Linked DNA regions of Mus musculus: regions 2 and 3 are each linked to region 1. The links are chromatin contacts, called in public Hi-C maps. All regions are on one chromosome and are shown on one strand. Each heading gives the region's core, a stretch centred on a gene start, on an enhancer-like site or on the middle of the called end of the contact. The rest is flanking DNA. Distances are from core to core; before and after follow the strand shown. Region 1 holds the start of Cenpn (centromere protein N). Region 2 holds the start of Foxc2 (forkhead box C2). Region 3 holds the start of Adat1 (adenosine deaminase, tRNA-specific 1).

What was found. A called contact is a pair of places that touch in the nucleus more often than the background predicts.
Region 2: a contact with region 1 is called in a Hi-C map of CD4 T cells, with 6 times the contacts expected there. The contact joins the promoter of Foxc2 here to the promoter of Cenpn in region 1.
Region 3: a Hi-C map of muscle stem cells shows a contact between it and region 1, with 5 times the contacts expected there. The contact joins the promoter of Adat1 here to the promoter of Cenpn in region 1.

Annotation. Positions count from the first base shown.
Region 1 is chr8:116,920,428-116,923,127 of GRCm38.p6, reverse strand. It overlaps Cenpn (centromere protein N), which reads right to left and starts at 1,388. Exons shown (of 12, transcript NM_028131.3): 1 at 1,345-1,388; 2 at 687-800. It overlaps Cmc2 (COX assembly mitochondrial protein 2), which reads left to right and starts at 1,692. Exons shown (of 4, transcript NM_026844.3): 1 at 1,692-1,777.
Region 2 is chr8:121,114,767-121,117,466 of GRCm38.p6, reverse strand. It overlaps Foxc2 (forkhead box C2), which reads right to left and starts at 1,296. Exons shown (of 1, transcript NM_013519.2): 1 at 1-1,296. The coding sequence starts at 852.
Region 3 is chr8:111,990,917-111,993,616 of GRCm38.p6, reverse strand. It overlaps Adat1 (adenosine deaminase, tRNA-specific 1), which reads left to right and starts at 1,315. Exons shown (of 10, transcript NM_013925.5): 1 at 1,315-1,436. Kars (lysyl-tRNA synthetase) reads left to right here. Exons shown (of 14, transcript NM_053092.3): 14 at 1-178. The coding sequence ends at 9.

The sequences.
Region 1 (2,700 bases), core at 139-2,638:
ACCACACCGTGACTAGGGCTGCTTAGTTGTGTATACCCTCTGCTTTCTGTTGAATCTTCTGTTTCAGGACTCAACACTTGGTGTGTGGGTCACTAGACCTCTTTGCTCTTCCCAGTGTGGCCACACTGAATACATGTCTCTTTTCTGCCTCTCATTTAAGACTTGTCTTTTTTAGCCAGGCGGTGGTGGCGCACATCTCTAATCCCAGTACTTGGGAGGCAGAAGCAGGCGGATTTCTGAGTTCAAGGCCAGCCTGGTCTACAAAGTGAGTACCAGGACAGACAGGGCTATAAAGAGAAACCCTGTCTCGAAAAAACAAAACAAACAAACAAACAAACAAACAAAAGACTTGTCCTTTTAAGTGGCCTATGGAGCCTAGCTTGTTAGGGCTGCCAGGGCTGGGGGGTTCTGATCCTAGCAATTTCAGTCACCATGAGCCAAATCACACAGCGAGTCTGGTCACCCAAGAACAATCTCATATGCACTTGACTAATGACTGATGGAAGAGTGACTGGATACCCACCCTAAGCGGTATGCACAAGGGAAGGATATAGTTCCACTGTCTGTCAACTATTAAACCAACACCTTGTTCGTGACAACATCTGAGAGCGTTTTCCTGATCCTCAGTGAGGTAAATTAGAGGAGAGTGTATGCAAAGCAGGCATTTCTCCTATCCCAGTACTGACCAGGCCAGATGCGGCTATAAACTTCGGAGATCAGGGCCTTCGGGGTGGGGTGCCCAATCCTTAGCACTTCCGAAGATTCTTAATTCTGAGTGATCTATCTGCACCATGCCCTTCCTAAAAGAAATGACAGAAAGGGCGTAACACATCAACAAAGTTAGCAAGTCTTTGAGTGAACTTTCTGCCCTGTTACTATTTCAATTTCTATTTTCTAGCGCTTTATTCATGGTAGCAGCTAAGACAAGGCTGTTGAATGTACACGTGACAATAACGATCCGGTAGACCCGCATGGAGCACAAGGAGTATAGCAACAGGAGGCATGGACAAAAACTGAGGCGAGGCTAGGAATTAGAGAGCTGACACCTAGGCTCGACGGAACCTAAGGATCAAAGTAAAGCAGCTCTTGAGCGGGCAGCCCGGAGCCTCCATGGCATAAACGCCAAGGGACATAAAACCCCGCCCCACTCCGGGCGGATATGACGCCATGGACGCTCATCCCGGCCCTCTTGGCCCGGACCCGGCCTCCACTAGTGTCACTCCTAGGCTAAGATCCCGTGGCGGAACTGCGCCGTGGCAAGGCCCCCGTAGATGTCTGAGGCCTGGCTCCTGTAGTCCTCCCGCCGCCTCCGAGTCCAATTCGGTGTCGCTGAGGCTGCCTTACCAGTCCACATCGCCCGCCGTCTCTGCAGCGGTTCCCGCCGAGGTGCTTTTGAAGCCGCCAATGGCCGCTCGGGCCCCGCCCACCTGGCAAGCCCTCCGCACTGCTTCGGCTGCACGGGGGGACGCGGCTGTGGGCGCCTGATGGAAAACGCTTTAGATCCCCAGAGTCGCTGTACTCAGAGACAGGATCATGTAAATATAATTGTTCTCCGTCTCGAATTCCACCTGGCAGTCATCTCTGTGTGCTGTCCCCGCCGAGCCCCGGTGGGATGGCCCTAGATCCCCCTCAGCATGGGACAGTGGACCGGTCCAGGCGGAGCGATGCATGCAGGATGACGCATGCGCGGAGCGTCGGTGCTTGCAAGTCCTAAGGGAGCTGCGGGCTCCGTGTCGGTGACTTCTCTTTCTGTGCTTCTTGTAGGGGCTGAGTGACGGTGAGTGTCGGGTGTCCTTCAGCCTCCGGGCATCTGGCTGCCTGTGGCGGAAGGACGCGGCTCTTTAGCTTCCCACGCCGCGCTAGGTTCACCCATGTCCCTGCCCTTGGACCTTTACTAGGAACACTCTTCTTGGTGAGCCGCGGGCATGAGCTGTCACACTGCTGAGATCTGCCCGCCGCTCGCTGGCATTGCGACCTTGGGCGCGCGCCTGGTCGAGTGCGCGTACCCTGCTGCAAAACTTTGGAGATGCGTGACACTGAGGGCGCATTGAGCTAACTGTTCTGGCTGATAACTAATCTAGGGAGCTGCCGTCAAAAGTTTCTTTACTGAAAAGTCACTGGACTGGCTGGTGATGTGGGTATCTGTAAAGATCCCCCACGGTACACTTGACAAGGAAAGTAATGTTTAGGGTCCGTTAGATAGGCTTCGAGGACGACTGTGAGTGTTTTCACAATAGATGTATTAGAAGCCTCTGTTAAAACTTCTCGAAATCAAACAAAACCCCAGGCAAGGAGGGTAGGATGGTTTGCTTCAATCTCAGCTCTGGGGAGGTGGTGGAGGCAAGAATCAGGAATTCAAGGTCACCCTCAGCAACATAAGGAATTTGAGGCTACACTAGACCCTGTGTTAGTAACAAAACCCACTTTAAATGTATGCAACTTTGCCTTGGCAAAGGGATTCTCTTGACATCTTTTCTGTCTTGTACATCCAGGCCTTGGTATTTGGTTGATCGAAGTGAAAATACGCCTCTCCATTTTCAGTGTTAAATGTCAACATTCAGCAGACATTTATTTCTTTTTTCCTCTAAAATTTCCCTGGTCTTAGCAGACTACTTACCTGCCTACCTGGCACTAGTAGGAGATTGTTCCAGAATGATGCAGAGGAGGCCTATTCTTTTTTTTTTTTTTTTTTTTTTTGGT
Region 2 (2,700 bases), core at 47-2,546, 4.2 Mb before region 1:
GCCGCCCGGAGGCGACGTGCGCAGCGTCATGATGGTCTCCACGCTGAAGCCGGGCAGCCCGTTAGGCGCCGCGGCGTGGTGCTCCGGCAGCGAGCCGTCTGGGGAACCTGCGGGCGTGGAGGATGCGCTGCGCGGACTGGCCTGCAGCGCTCCCTCGGGGCTCAGCGTCTCCACCTTGGTGATGACCGGCAGCGCGGGGGACGCCGCCTCGCTCTTAACCACGACTTTCTTCTCGGCCTCCTTGGGCCCGTCAGCTACCGGGGTCCCTGTCGGAGCGCCCTTGGCCGTGGTCGAGGGCGGCTCCTTGAGGTGGGCCCGCTCCTCCTTGTCCTTGGGCACATCCTTCTTCTTGAAGCGCCGCCGCCGCCGCAGGAAGCTGCCATTCTCGAACATGTTGTAGGAGTCCGGGTCGAGCGTCCAGTAGCTGCCCTTGCCCGGCTTCTTGTCGTCGCGCGGCACTTTCACGAAGCACTCATTGAGTGACAGGTTGTGGCGGATGCTGTTCTGCCAGCCCTGCTTGTTCTCGCGGTAGAAGGGGAAACGGTCCATGATGAACTGGTAGATGCCGTTCAGAGTGATCTTCTTCTCTGGCGCGTTCTGGATCGCCATGGTGATGAGCGCTATATAGCTGTAGGGCGGCTTCACCAGGTCCTTGGGCGCCGCGGGCTGGTGGTGGTAGGGCGCGTAGGAGCGGCCCATGCCGGCGCCGTACTGCTCCGGGTGGCCGGAGTAGACGCCCATGGGGCTGGCCATGCCGCCGTAGCTGCCGGCCGCCCGGTAGTAGTTTTGCTCACTCAAATAGGGTACCACTCCCAGGGCGTTGGGGTCCGATACCGAGTAACGCGCCTGCATGCTGCGTCCCAGACGCCCGGTCGCCGCCTGCGCGCACCGACTGCGGCCCGCGGCGAGCGAGGCCCGGAGCAGGAGAGCAGGAAGGGACGGAGCGATGCAGGCAGCCCCGACTCGGGGCAGCCTCGCGGTCCACGCGCGGAAGACGCCGGCGCTCGGGTTCAGCCGACCGGGCGGATCGGCATCCTGAAGGGTGCACGGCAGGCGGCCCCGCTGGCCGCGCACTCTCGGCTTGGCGGGTGGCAGCCCTGAGCTGGCGGCACAGACGCCACGCGCGACCGTGGAGCGACACCAGCCCTTCCGAGTGCTAGAAAAGGAGACAGCGGCTCTCGGGGCCCCGCCAGGAGAACTGCAGCCCGCAGCGTCAGCGAGCTAGGGTCCGGAGAGGCTGCGCGGCCGAGCCCGGAAAAAGAAGCAAAGTCCCTTTTAGGGATTGGGAAAAGTTTCAAAAGTCTTCTGGCTCAAAGCGAGTTTTTACTTTCTTCAGGCCGCGCCCCCTCCAGGAAGTTTGCACCAATCATCTGGCAGCTGCGAGAAGGATGGCACCAATCAAAACGAGGAGCGCCTGAATCCGTCGGCTCTAAGACCCAGATGCTCTTAGCCAGATCTCCCCCCCCCCCAGCTCAAGTTAACTTGAGGACTTTTAAAAATGAGTTACATCTTATAAAATTTTATTTTATTATCACATTTTGTTTAACGAGACCACGTGTCCAGAGCAAAAATTAAAAACCCTGTTCCTTTGGAAAATAAAAAGAAGTTTAGTTTGAAATATAACATCGAATTGATGAAGTTGGGCAGAGATTTGCCCCCAAGACCTTGTAAGTAGGAAAGAGCCTGGAGATTTTTTTTTTATTATTATTAATGGATGAAGAGGCGAATAATTAGATTTCTTAATTATCGGGGCCTAGTTGTAATGGGTTCAGAGCAAACGGACTGAGCGTGTAGGGCCTGTTGAATGCAGTGATGGATAATTCACAGGACGCTTCCAGGTTGAGGAAGAGCCCACAAAGGAGGCCGGGTTGGAGAATTCGGTTCCTCTCCCCTTCACGACGGGGTCGGGCTGGGAGGGAAGGCTTAGTGGGAATGCCAAACTGGGAAGGTAACACCTAAGGAACCATTGGTCCTTCGTCTTCGCTGCTACTTAGGTGATCCATCTGAGTCCTCCAAACAATTTCGTGGGGTTCAGGGAAGCGCGTGAACCCAACTGTTGCTTTCCTGGTCTCCTCTCCCGCATAGACGAGGGCTAGCTTTCCCTGCCATCCATCCCGGCCTCTCCCTTCTCCCCACCTATGAAAGCGCTGTCTGGAGGTTAGGACAAGGCAGCCAGCCCCCGGGAGCTGGTGTCCCCGTTCGGCGTGGGGAGCTCCAAGCCTGCACTCCATCGCCGGCTTCGTCACTGGAAACGCAAAGGAGCGCGGCACTGTGTAGCCTCGGACCCGCTTCCCTAGCTGTTGCCGGGGCCCGGCGTGGGTCCCACTCCGCGGTCAGCATCTTTGGGATCCTGTAAATTGACTGTATTTCAGGCTGTTTGTTTTACTGAGTTTTGATAAGGTGAGCTGAGGACCAGGGGCTCCTTAGAGGGCCTGGTAACTGAAGGACTTTTTTTTTTTTTAATTTTATGCCAACCTTGACGCACAGCGACTCGGAGTTCCCCGACCTTCAAGCGTGCTCCTTCCCTCTAGGAATCCCGGGGACAGTTTGTTTATTTGTGGACTGGTATTTATTCCTTCAACATCTCCAGTCGTCATCGGATCCCTGCTCGGTCCGCTTCCTCAGAAGCACCGAGATGTCCCTACGGAATGGCTCTATGCCTCGCAGAACCTTCTGGAAGTTGTTGGTCCGGTTGGGTAG
Region 3 (2,700 bases), core at 66-2,565, 4.9 Mb after region 1:
TCTGTCTAGAAGGCACATGCAACTATGGTGTCTGCATCTCAGCAGATCTGGTCTGAGGGAGCGATTCCTGTGTGGCGCCGTCCATCTGGCCACTGCAGTCCAACCTCCACAAGAGAGAAGAACTAAAGAAGTTCTTTTTATTCCTCGTTACCAAATAAATCATTTCTCTCTTTACCCATGCAGTGTTACTTTTTCTCCCCCGGGCTGCTGGTCTGATGAGTGGTCTAATTAGAGCTCTGTCATTGTATTCTTTTTAAGATTTATTTTTATTATCAATTGTGTGTGTGTGTGTGTGTGTGTGTGTGTGCATTTAGAGTGCAGGTGCCCTGAGGCCAGAGATGTTGGGTCCCTTAGAGCCAGAGTTACAGGCACTGTAAGCTGCCCAGCACGGAGGCTGAAAAACGAAGGTCAGCCCCATGGGAGCAGGGTGTGCTCTTAACTCCTAAGCCAACTTCTCGGCCCCACCTGCAGTCAGAATCTCTAATAAATGTATATTAATGTCTGTCTATTCAGTATGAGCCATTGTGCTGAAATACTGGAAACAACCAGAGAACAAAAGTCAAGTCACTTCTTCCATAAAAATCCCTTTTATTTTCTTTAGGGCTTGAGTGCAGAGTTGAGGGAGAACCAGACCAGATCCAGTGCAGGTTCCTTTTGGCTGGAGGCAGACTTAGACTGCAGTACAGGAGACATGGCTCAGTGCTGCAAGGGATTGATGCTCTTACAGAGGACCAGGCTTCAGTACCCAGCACCCGTGTGTCAGGCAGCTTGCAACCGTGATCCAGTTCCCAATACCCTTTTCTAGCTGCCTTGGGCATTTGCATGCACATATGTGCACAAATTGACAATTGATACAGGCACACGCACATAAATCTTTTAAAATATATACATGCATATATGTCCATAAGACTGTATTTGAAGAGCCGGGCAGTGGTGGCTCATGCCTTTAATCCCAGCACTCCGGAGGCAGAGGCAGGTGGATTTCTGAGTTCGAGGCCAGCCTGGTCTACAGAGTAAGTTCCAGGACAGCCAGGGCTACACAGAGAAACCCTGTCTCGAAAAAAAAAAAAAAAAAAAAAGAAACGATTTGAAGAATAACAATGGGTTATGAGAGAAATGAGTGAGGGCCAGGTCATCCAAGCCCATGACTGAGGTGAGAAACTGTCAGAGGATCTGCTTATAGTTCTGTTCAAAATTTTGATGAGATGCGAGCTAAGTCGGTCTTTGCTGCGGAGGCGGCTTCCTCCCCTTTGCACCGTTCCCACAGACTACAAAGACCAGCGTGCTTTGCGGGCAGAGCTTGACCGGAGCGGCCCTCTAGGGCGTCACTTCCGCTGCGCAACCTGGTTAAACGAGCGTGGCGGTAGAGGGGCATCGCGTGGAGGTTGCGGCGCGTGGATAATAGGGTGTGAGGGACTCCGGATCGGCGTCTCGGGGTTAGCTCTACACAGTTGGCCGAGGGGAGGGCGGTGGGGGGAGACTGTGAGGACCTGTGTCCACTGCTCCCACGGGGAGGGGTCTCAGCCCTGCTAGGCTCTCCAGCCCTGCGGTAGGAAGGGTGGGAAAAGAAGTGTTTGTTTGTTTTTTCAACCTTTGCACTGTTATTTTTAGCCAAAGCAATACCTGTTGTGAGCTGCTTCGTATGAAGGAGCCCTGGGGTTGTAGAGATGAATTACAGCGGACCCAAAATATCGAAACGTTCGACAACTGCGTGAATGACGTGATGTAGTTTGGACCGCTTCGTCCCCTTGTTTTGTAGTTCTAATGTGTACCTCGAATTTAATGGCAGATGGCTACCTTCATAAAATAAACTTCTGTGATGCCTATCAGGAACTAACAGGATTCTGGGATTCCTTCTAGAAATACAAGACTTCTCTGCGTTAGACTTGAAAGTTACAATCTCTGTCAGCCCCTGCCAGAATAGTCATTACCATTTACTGCAAAATGTGCCTGCATTTTGCAGAAGTCTTAGAAATACCTTGCCAAAACATCGCATCAGAGCTCAGAAAAAAAACAAACTAACAAAAAAAACAATTCTGTTGTTTATTCTACAAATGCTCTGCCATCTCTAGCCATCGCGTGAGCTCATCTACGGAGCTTTTTATATAATCGACTGAAGTCGAGCTATATCCAGTGAGCGCTAACAGCCAAGAGTGAGAGAATTTCTTCTGCCAACTGTAGGCCTCTTTCAGATCTGATCTGCATAATGTTCTGTTAGGTTGTATGGAAGTGGCTTGGTGTGCCCGTTACATTGCTTCTCTTCTGCCACCAATACAAATTTCCCAGATCACCAAATGTTGTATCTTCTGAATGCTAATCACAGTATATAGACATTTGCCTTTTTAAGTATTTATAAGAGATGTTAAATACTAGCTAGGTGGCACGTGCCTTTAATCCTAGCACAAAGGAGGCAGAGGCAGGTGATCTCTGTGCGTTCCAGGGCACCCAGGTCTACAGAGCAAGTCCTAGGACAGCCAGGACTGTTACACAGAAAAGCCCTGTCTAGAAAAAAAAATGTTAAATACTATTAGTCATGTTTTAACAGATGTGAAAACTAATTACCCAGGAATCACACAGTTCATCTGTATTAAAACTGAGATTGAAACCTAGAAAGTATAACTCCATGCCCACACCCTTAAACACAGCTGCTGTGAGAGCTTTCAGTGAGAGACTTTGGAAATTTGCTGGAGTGAGGTAGAT